Regions from separate parts of the Sus scrofa genome. Here all the other regions are linked to region 1. A link is a contact called in public Hi-C and promoter capture Hi-C data. All regions are on one chromosome and are shown on one strand. The core of a region is the stretch at or near the end of the contact, and the rest is flanking DNA. Distances in the headings are between cores, read along the strand shown.

Evidence for each region. Promoter capture Hi-C pulls out the DNA fragments that hold promoters and counts their contacts. A called contact is a pair of places that touch in the nucleus more often than the background predicts.
Region 2: a contact with region 1 is called in a Hi-C map of liver, with 9 times the contacts expected there. The contact joins the promoter of HAUS6 here to the promoter of RPS6 in region 1. A contact is called at or near these places in 3 of 5 promoter capture datasets (fetal liver, fetal skeletal muscle and liver), 7 of 47 Hi-C or Micro-C datasets (embryonic fibroblasts, heart right ventricle, liver and 2 more) and 1 of 2 datasets of contacts at active chromatin or transcription factors (alveolar macrophages).
Region 3: a contact with region 1 is called in a promoter capture Hi-C map of fetal liver, with 4 times the contacts expected there. The contact joins the promoter of RRAGA here to the promoter of RPS6 in region 1. A contact is called at or near these places in 2 of 5 promoter capture datasets (fetal liver and liver), 6 of 47 Hi-C or Micro-C datasets (alveolar macrophages, embryonic fibroblasts, epiblast stem cells and 2 more) and 1 of 2 datasets of contacts at active chromatin or transcription factors (alveolar macrophages).

Annotation. Positions count from the first base shown.
Region 1 is chr1:203,442,579-203,445,828 of Sscrofa11.1, reverse strand. RPS6 (40S ribosomal protein S6) reads right to left here and starts at 1,469. Exons shown (of 6, transcript XM_003121890.4): 1 at 1,335-1,469; 2 at 683-814; 3 at 1-180. The coding sequence starts at 1,340.
Region 2 is chr1:203,718,703-203,722,112 of Sscrofa11.1, reverse strand. HAUS6 (HAUS augmin-like complex subunit 6) reads right to left here and starts at 1,860. Exons shown (of 17, transcript XM_013993527.2): 1 at 1,763-1,860; 2 at 85-180. The coding sequence starts at 1,857.
Region 3 is chr1:203,773,152-203,776,462 of Sscrofa11.1, reverse strand. It overlaps RRAGA (ras-related GTP-binding protein A), which reads left to right and starts at 1,883. Exons shown (of 1, transcript XM_005660087.3): 1 at 1,883-3,311. The coding sequence starts at 2,330. The coding sequence ends at 3,271.

The DNA of each region.
Region 1 (3,250 bases), core at 220-2,719:
TAGATTGGCATCCACAATGCAACCCCGAACTGATTTGCGCTTTCTTTCTCCAGTCCTCCTTGGTCTGTAACAGGAATGCCCCTTACTCAGTAGCAGGCGGACTCGGCCATGGGTCAAGACACCCTGCTTCATGGGGAATCCTTGTTTGTCGTTCCCACCACTGATTCGGACCACATAACCCTGCAAAAGAATACAGCAACACATTACAGGACAAAGGATTGTGGCTTCTTTGAAGTACACCTTCAATTTTACAAGTACAGTTCATTAACACCAATTTCAAACTTAATCTTTTGCTCTGGTCACTAAATTTTGGCTATACTTCCAATTTGCCAAGTTCAGTTAACAAATTCCTTTCAATCAGGTCGTATTTTTAACCTGTGCTTTACCAGAACAGCTCCTGGGGACAAAAGATGTTAAAAAAAACAAAGTACCAAAGAGCAATAAATCAGGAAACAACCCTTCTTGGCACTTTCGAGGATACCCTTTGGAGAACATTAGTTCGTAGAGCAAGAACTGTATTTTTTAATTTGACCTACGTAACCCCTCCAAATGACAGCTCCACCTTGTAAAAGTGACATTTGGAACCATCTCAAGATCAGAAGACAGAACCCTACTGCGTTTACCAATTACCATTCTTTCTCTTAAATAGCTCTAACAATTCAATTCAGCAGTTAACTTTTACCTTCCATTCTTCACCCAGAGCGTCAGCAGCAACTTCTGTGGCCATGCGTTTCTCATAAAATGTACGAAGTTTTCGCTCATCGTCCACTTCAATGAGTTTTTGGCAGCCAGTGGCCGGGAAAGAGATGTTCAACTAATTATGAACGAGAGGAAAGGAACTTCATGAAAATCGCAGAACCGATACAAAAAGCATTTCATGTCACCCCTACAAAAACTGCAGAAAGGTTTCTCACCAATTTTACTCACTAAAGCACGTGTGTGCATAATCACCGTAACACCGTACTAAAAACAGGACACATTTTTTAGGCCTAGCGAAAAGAAGCCCGGGGGAAAGCGGCTCCGCAGCCGTTCGCTCTCTCAGAGCAAGGAGGCCGACCTACACGCCGCCAATAGGGCAGCAGCGCCGTCTCTATCCTGGCTTGGCGGCAGGACGCCACCATGGCGCTCCTCGAGCCCGGCACAGCTCCAGCTGCAATCGCTCGCCATCCGCTCTCCCAAAGAGCTCCAGCACCAGAAAAGCGATCCTTCTCCTTCCTCAGACCCTTCTCTATCTAGACCCAGAATTTTGAAGAGCTAAGACTCCGGCAACGTTGTGTCCGGGAGTTCGACCCACGTTCTTCAAGCCTGGCCCAACACTCTTCAGCAGTTTCTACCTTCATCCTCAAGCGGCCGACCGCCTCCGAGGCGCCACGAAAAAGAGATCCAACTTCCGCTTAGCCCAGGTCACATAGGCGCTTCCAGTTCTCGCGAGATGGTCGAACGCTTGGGATAGCGGAAGTGAGCGTGAGTGGGCGGTACTTCTGGGTGGGGGCTAAAGAGCGATTGGAAGATAAACTCCGCGGGCCGCTCTAGTGAGGCTTCCGGGTTTAGTTCTGAAGGTTAGAATCTCCATCACCTCTACTTTGCAGTGTTCTCCTCCCGTGGAGGGGAGACCTGCTCCGTCCCAGGCACTGCTTCTGATGATACCAAAGGAGAGCAGGATCTGGGCTCTCCTGGACCTCAGCCTCCTTCGGAAGATTTCCTCTTTAGGAGTGTTCCCTGCCCTGGTGCCGGCTGTTTAGAACAAGACGCTTTGAACGCTGCCATTTGTATTTTCCTTAAGCACTCGATCATCCGCTAATCCTCTAACCGCTCTGCAGTTATCGTTCTAGCACAGCAGATGCACTCTGCCACCCCGTCGCGCAAGCGGGTAACCTTAATTACCAAGTCCTGGTGCCTCTACATAAAGCATGAAGTCTCCCTGCTGTCTTGCTTCTGCGATCCTTTTAAAACGCAAAATTCTTTCACTCCCTTGCTAGCAATGCACCGTTTTCCGCTGCAGTGCTTTTCAAATTTCTTAACCTGACTTCACAGAAAATTTCCGCAGTCCCAAACTCACCTGTCGCTATTCCTTAATGCCCTACCAGTCTTTAAGATTAGATGTCTTTCCTAAGAGAAGCCTTTCCTAATCTCAAAACCAGAAATTGTATTCTCTAGTATAGCACTAGTTCCCTTTACAGTACTGTGTACTCATGATATATAAATGGTTTGCTTATGGTCTCTTTCGCCTCCTAGATGGTAAATTAGCCCAGGCTCATGACTTACCTTCACTGTGGTATACTCAGGAGGCGCCAAAGTGCATGGCATATAATAAGTAAGGCTCAGTAAATATGTGTTAAATGATCATAACCCTAGCTGTGATATGCATTAGTCTAGCAGAGTGTGATAGTATGGAGCCGACCAGCAGAGGGAGAATAAGTGTATTAGAGTAAATCTTGAATCAGTAATGATACAACTCTTAATAGAAGACAGATGTGGGAAAGACACAGTGCATTTGATAGTCCTCCAGAACATTCCTGGGAGAATGAGAACCCAGATCTAACGTCTATCTAACAGTACCCTGAAGGAACATTTATTATCTATTACATATTTACTTCATATTTTTCTTTTTTTTTTTTTTTTTTTTTGGTCTTTTTGCCATTTCTTGGGCCGCTCCCGCGGCATATGGAAGTTCCCAGGCTAGGGGTCTAATCGGAGCTGAAGCCGCTGGCCTACACCAGGGCCACAGCAATGCTGGATCCGAGCCGCGTCTGCGACCTACACCACAGCTCATGGCAGCGCCAGATCGTTAACCCACTGAGCAAGGGCAGGGATCGAACCCGCAACCTCATGGTTCCTAGTCGGATTCGTTAACCACTGTTGTTTTTTTTTTTTGGGGGGGGGGTCTTTTTGCCATTTCTTGGGCCACTCCCGCGGCATATGGAATTTCCCAGGCTAGGGGTATATTTTTCTTAAAAGACCTCTTGCATTCAAAATAAAAATATTTTCTTTCCAAGATTACATCCCATCTCTCAGATTTTATCAACTCATCTGTCAATGAACATTTGGGTTTTTCCTACCTCTCGGCTTTTGTGAATACTGCTGGTATTAACGTTAAGTGTGCATATATCTCTTCGAGACCTTGCTTTCAGTTATTTTGAATATATACCCAGAAGTTGGATTGCTGGATCATATGGTAGTTCTATTTTTATTTTTTTAAGGAACATCCGCTCTTTTTTCCATAGAAGTTGTACCGTTTCATAATCCCACT
Region 2 (3,410 bases), core at 611-3,110, 280 kb before region 1:
TATTCGATGCCAAAGTAGAAATTTTGGCTTATATCATAGCATAATCCCTTATCAAAAAAAAAAAAAGGAACATCTTTTACTTACTTGAAAACTTCTTTGGTGAGAGACTGGTCCAGTGTTTGAAACAAAAAATAACAAACTATTTGAAAGGCATCACGGTTCAGCCTATCAAACATGTTCCTAGTGGTTTGAAAAGAAACAGAAGAGGGTGAGGGGGAATGGTTAATAAAACTAAACATCATTAAAAGTTTTATAACAGTTTGATACCAATTAGTATTTTTCGGAGTTCCCATCATTGTGCAGCAGAAACAAATCCAACTAGGAACCATGTTGTGGGTTCGATCCCTGGCCTTGCTCAGTGGGTTAAAGATCCAGTGTTGCCGTGAACTATGGTACAGGTCGAAGATGTGGCTCGGATCTGGCATTGCTGCAGCTTTGGCATAGGCCGGCAACTGCAGCTCCAATTAGACCCCTAGCCTAGGAACCTCCATATACCATGGGTGTGCCCTGAAAAAGCAAAAAAAAAAAAAAAAAAAAATTAATATTTTTAATTCTGTTCAATAGGTCATGGCAAATTAATTTTTGTAATTCACGTACACATACTTACAGCCAATTAAGAAAAACATACATGGAGTTCCCCTCATGGCTCAGAGGAAACAAATCTGACTAGCATTCATGAGGACACAGGTTCTATCCCTGGCCTCACTCAGTGGGTTAAGGATCTGGCGTTGCCATGAACTGTAGTGTAGGTTGCAAAAGTGGCTGGTTCCATGTATCTCAAATTTCCCCTGGCCTACAGTGAGAAAGATAATAGATACTGCCTAAAGTTGGCAAGTTAACACACAAAGATATAAACAAAGTATTCAGTATTAGAAATAACAACTGTAATATTTGTGGCAAAGTAGGAAATGGATTTACTCTTCATCTTAACACCATTCTCTCTACCAGTTTTTTGCTAACTGTGGCAAGTTCATGCAATTTGCTAATTCAAGAAGTAGAAATATAAAGAGTAACCACTTTACAAGGTTCCCTAGAGTCCTAAAGGCGTTTGCACACGTCCTTCCATTACCAAGCCGCCACCTCTACCTCGACATCACGGACTACTCAGCTTGCTTCCAAAGCAGAAATAAGCCGCCCCTCCAGTTTTTACCCCACTTGCTGACTCTACTCCCCTACAAAGCGCTCCCAGCAAGGTCCAATAATTGATAGTTTCCATCGCCAGGCTAGCAGCCACTGAGAGCAGGAACTAGAAGACAGTGTCGGGCCACAGCAACCGCTCCAATACTTAATTCAACACCTGGGAAGTCCGCAAGAGAGTGGGTTGCCCCGGCGCGACTGGGTTCGGATTTTCCCGCCCCACCGCCCGGGCCTCCTTACACTCCGAGGTGCGTGTGAGACACGATCTTTCCGCAGGCTATGGTCGCCGGGCCCGGGTCGAAGCCGAGTGCCCGCAGATACATCCAGAGATGCTCCTTCTCGAAAGAAGTGATGCAGGCAGAGCTCATCTTAGCAGCAGGCAGGGACCCGCCAAAGGAAAAAAGCTCAGGCTCCAACGACTAAGAGGTTCCTCAGACTCCCTCCCTACCGGCAGCCTGAGGTGGCAGCAGCACCTCCATTACCACCGCCTTCTCCTCTCTCGCCCGAAGCCATTTCGTCTTAAATAGCCTCAAATGCCTCGAATGGCCTGAAATTGTAACGTCTCAGGGATATAAAGCCTCTAAGGATAGTATGGGACAGCGGTCAAAAGGAAACCACCACAAACCGAGCTTCCCGCGCTGCCCGGAAAGCGGTTGGCGCCGACACCGCCCGGTTTTCAGAGGAGGAGGGACTTCCGCGGAGAATTGTCTCTCCCGCCATGCAATGCGCCCTCTCTCCGCCCCTTCTGGTCCTAACCAACCAAGATCTTACTAGACCCTCAACGCACTGCCGGGGTTGTGCATTTTGCGGACTCTTTCCGGTTTCGCGCTTTCTGATTCTATTTTTCTGATCTCTGTGGTTCCTTTTGCTCGTGTAGGCTTATTACGTCAGGCAAAAAACGTAGACTGTTGTTCACTATTGTAGAAAAAGCATGTGAGGGTACATGTCTAAGTCTGAGCAATTCGCCTAACTTCTGATCCTCGGGTCTATTAGTAAAAATCTTCTATGCCCTCAAGTGCTGAATGTTCCCTTCACCCCTGGTGGCATGTACGGGGGAAACCTCACTGACCGAATTCTCTTACTTCAACTTTTGGCAAGACCCTCATTGTCGCCAGCCAAAGAAAGCACAAGCTGTTTAAGTCTCTCAAGGGACATTCTCGGGAAAACAGTGACAGAATCTGAGGGACAGAAATTCCAGCGTCGGATCTGTCACTATCTAGGTCGGAATTTGACCTGGGGCAGGGGGGACTCACTTTCCTCTTGGCACTGATTCATTTTCTTTTTCTTTCTTTCTTTTTTTTTTTTTTCTGTACAATCAACACTCAGTTTTTCTTTTTTTATTACTCAATGAATTTATTACATTTGTAGTTTTGCAATGATCATCACAATCCAATTTTATAGGCTTTCCATCCCACAATCCCAGCACATCCCCCCACCCCCCAAACTGTCTCCTTTGGAGACCATAAGTTTTTCAGAGTCTGTGAGTCAGTATCTCTTCTGCAAAGAAGTTCATTGTGTCCTTATTTCAGATTCCACATGTCAGTGAAAGCATTGGATGTTGGTGTCTCATTGTATGGCTGACTTCACTTAGCATGATAATTTCTAGGTCCATCCATGTTGCTAAAAATGCCAGTGTTTCCTTCCTTTTAATGGCTGAGTGATATTCCATTGTGTATATGTACCACATCTTCTTGATCCACTCCTCTGTTGATGGAGATTTAGGTTGTTTCCATGTCTTGGCTATTGAAAATAGTGCTACAATGAGCATCAGAGTACATGTGTCTTTGCGAGTCATGGTTTTCTCTGGATAGATGCCCAGGAGTGGGATTGCTGGATCAAGTCACTGATTCATTTCTGAGACTCCTGGACATCCGACTCCAGAATGAATCTCTCTAGGTCGACTCCAGAACGAATCTCTCTAGGTCCCACAGGGGGATGCCCTTTGGGAATTTGGGGATTCCCAGAATAGCCCCTGCCCTCAAAAGTCTCTCTCCTATCTTCCTTCTAGTTGTCCTTATGGACAACTGTCAGTCTGCATAGGCAAAACACTCTCCCTTGGGATGACTCCTCAAACATGGGAAAGATCTTAGATTAGACAACCTCAAACCTTTAAATGAACGATCTTTTTCTGCAATACTGCTAACCCCAGTATAATTTGGCCACCAGGAGGTCTGGCCCAAGGACAGCCCTCTCAACTATGCTATTCTCCAACTTGGCCTCTACTGTCACCCTCTCAGCAAATGGTTTAAATTCCTTGTGTCCAGGCTTTCCTT
Region 3 (3,311 bases), core at 634-3,133, 330 kb before region 1:
CCTTGAAAAAGACACTTGCACCCACATGTTCATTGCAGCACTATTCACAATAGCCAAGGCATGGAAACAACCTAAATGTCCATTGACAGAGGATTGGATTAAGAAGATGTGGTATATATACACAATGGAGTACTATTCAGACATTAAAAAAAAAGAAAAAAATAATGCTATTTGCAGCAACATGGATGGAACTAGAGACTCATACTGAGTGAAGTAAGTCAGAAAAAGAAAGACAAATACCATATGATATCACTTATATCTGGAATCTAATATATGGCACAAATGAATCTTTCCACAGAAAAGAAAACCATGGACAAGAAGAACAAACTTCTGGTTGCCAAGAGGGAGGGGGAGGGAGTGGGATGGACTGGGAATTTGGGTTTAATAGATGCAAACTACTGCCTTTGGAATGGATAAGCAATGGGATCCCGCTGTATAGCACTGGGAACTGTGTCTGGTCACTTGTAATGGAGCATGGTAATGTAAGAAAAAAGAATGTATACATGTATGTGTGACTGGGTCACCTTGCTATGCAGGAGAAAATTGACAGAACACTGTAAACCAGCTATAGTGGAAAAAAATAAAACTCTATAATGAGTTTTTATAATAAAAGATAAACATAAAATCAAAACTTTAACTTAAAAAAAGAAATGGTGGGCGTTCCATCATGTCTCAGCAGTAACAAACCCGACTAATATCCATGGGGATTCAGGTATGATCCCTGGCCTCACTCAGTGGGTTAAGGACCTGGTGTTGCTGTGAGCTGTGGTGTAGGTCGCAGATGTGGCTTGGATCTGGAGTTGCTGTGGTTGTGGTGCAGGCCGGCGGCTAGAGATTCCACCCCTGGCCTGAGAACTTCTCTATGTCCAGGGGTGCTGTCCTAGAGAGACAAAAAAAAAAAAGAACAAAATATTATTCACTTCAGAAAGGAGATCCTACTACTGGCAACAAAAAGGATAAAACCGGAAGTCATCAGACTGAGTGAAATAAGTCAGACATAAAAAGAAAAAACCTTACATTATATCATTTACATGTAGAATCTTAAAAAGTCAAAATTCATAGTAGCAGAGAGAAGGATGGTTGTTCCTAGGAAGAAGCAGAGGTAATGGGAAGGCATTGGTCAAAGGGTACAAAGTTGCAGTTATGTAGGATAAGTTTAGAGATCAAACCTACAGCACGATGACTATAGTCAAAACTACTGAATACTGGAGGTTTACTAAGGGAATAGATTTCAGGTGCTTTCACCATATACACGGACAAAAAACGTAACTATACAAGATATGCTAGCTTGACCTTAATCATTTTATTGTGTGTATCAAATTATGTTGTTCACCTTCAATATATACAATTTGTATTTTAAAAAATAAACTGCATTTCAGCATTTAATAGACCTGTATTAACCCCTATAAGCTTCGACTGACTTATTTGAAAATAGGATTATTTATTCACAGGGTTATTGTGAAAATTAAGTAATGTACGGGTTCCATATTATAGTTTCCTCGAGCTGAAATTCTGATCTAAATTCCAAAGTCTGAGATTACCGGGAAAGCAGGTGTAAGAAAGGAACTTGCTTCCAAATGGAAAAAGCACTAGCTGGGAGTCAGGATATCTCCCAGTAGGGATTTACGACCATTCAGCTGTGTAGCACTGAGCAATCACTTACTTTTGCACATCTCTATAGTTTTCATAAGTCCTGCCCCATTCAGTAAACCAGGGAATCTGGGGAGGTCTAACTGGGCTGACAAATTAAATCTTCCTTTGCTTCACCCGTCTGCGGCCCGCGCCTAAAACCACCTCAAACCACAGCGCGGTCTTAAGGAAGGTAGCGGTGTGTTGGGGGTTTCAGCCACGAGATGGCAGCATTGGTCCAACCGCCCACATACGTACACCTTGCAATCGTAACCTCAGTTTATTAGGAGAACAGAACGCCAGAGTCCTGGGTTCTCCCCCCATTTTCTCTTTCGGATGGGCCCTGCAGAGTGTCAGTAAAAGAGCAGTTTATCGAAGCTCGTTGGGCAGCGACGGCCGAGAGCGCGGGTTCTCGCGAGATCGCCCCCGGAAGTGGGTGGCAGCGGAGACGCAGAGACTCTCTCCGGAAGGCCAGCGTTTTTCCGGAGCTGCTGCAGCTGTCCGCCCCCCACCGGCGCTCTCCTCTGAGCAAGAACTCACTCGTGGCGGCCTTTCCAGCCCCGAGCTCGCACCTTCGGCTTCCCCGACTGCACAGCGGCGGGCCCAGTCAGCGAGCCCCCGCGACTCCGGCCCCTTCCCTCCCTCCGCGCTGCAGTTAGGCCGCGCCCTGAGGCCCAGTCCGCGGCAGCTCCGGCGGGTGATGCCAAATACAGCCATGAAGAAAAAGGTGCTGTTGATGGGGAAGAGCGGGTCGGGGAAGACCAGCATGAGGTCGATTATCTTTGCAAATTATATCGCTCGCGACACCCGGCGCCTCGGTGCCACCATTGATGTGGAGCACTCCCACGTACGATTTCTGGGCAACCTGGTGCTGAACCTGTGGGACTGTGGCGGTCAGGACACCTTCATGGAAAATTATTTCACCAGCCAGCGAGACAACATTTTCCGTAATGTCGAGGTCCTGATTTACGTGTTCGACGTGGAGAGCCGCGAACTGGAAAAGGACATGCATTATTACCAGTCCTGTCTGGAGGCCATCCTCCAGAACTCTCCTGATGCTAAAATCTTCTGCCTGGTGCACAAAATGGATCTGGTTCAGGAAGATCAGCGTGACCTGATTTTTAAAGAGCGAGAGGAAGACCTGAGGCGTTTGTCTCGCCCTCTCGAGTGCGCCTGTTTCCGAACATCCATCTGGGATGAAACGCTCTACAAAGCCTGGTCTAGCATCGTCTATCAGCTGATTCCCAATGTTCAGCAGCTGGAGATGAACCTCAGGAATTTTGCCCAAATTATTGAGGCCGATGAAGTTCTGCTGTTCGAGAGAGCAACCTTCTTGGTCATTTCCCATTACCAGTGCAAAGAGCAGCGCGATGTCCATCGGTTCGAGAAGATCAGCAATATTATTAAGCAGTTCAAGCTGAGCTGCAGTAAATTGGCCGCTTCCTTCCAGAGCATGGAGGTTAGGAATTCTAACTTCGCTGCTTTCATCGACATCTTCACATCAAACACCTACGTGATGGTGGTTATGTCTGATCCCTCGATCCCTTCTGCAGCTACACTGATCAACATTCGCAATGCCAGGAAACACTTTGAGAAGCTGGAGAGAGTGGACGGCCCCAAGCACAGCCTCCTTATGCGTTGAATACTGCCAAAATACGCTTTCTGAAAATGCTGAATTGCCT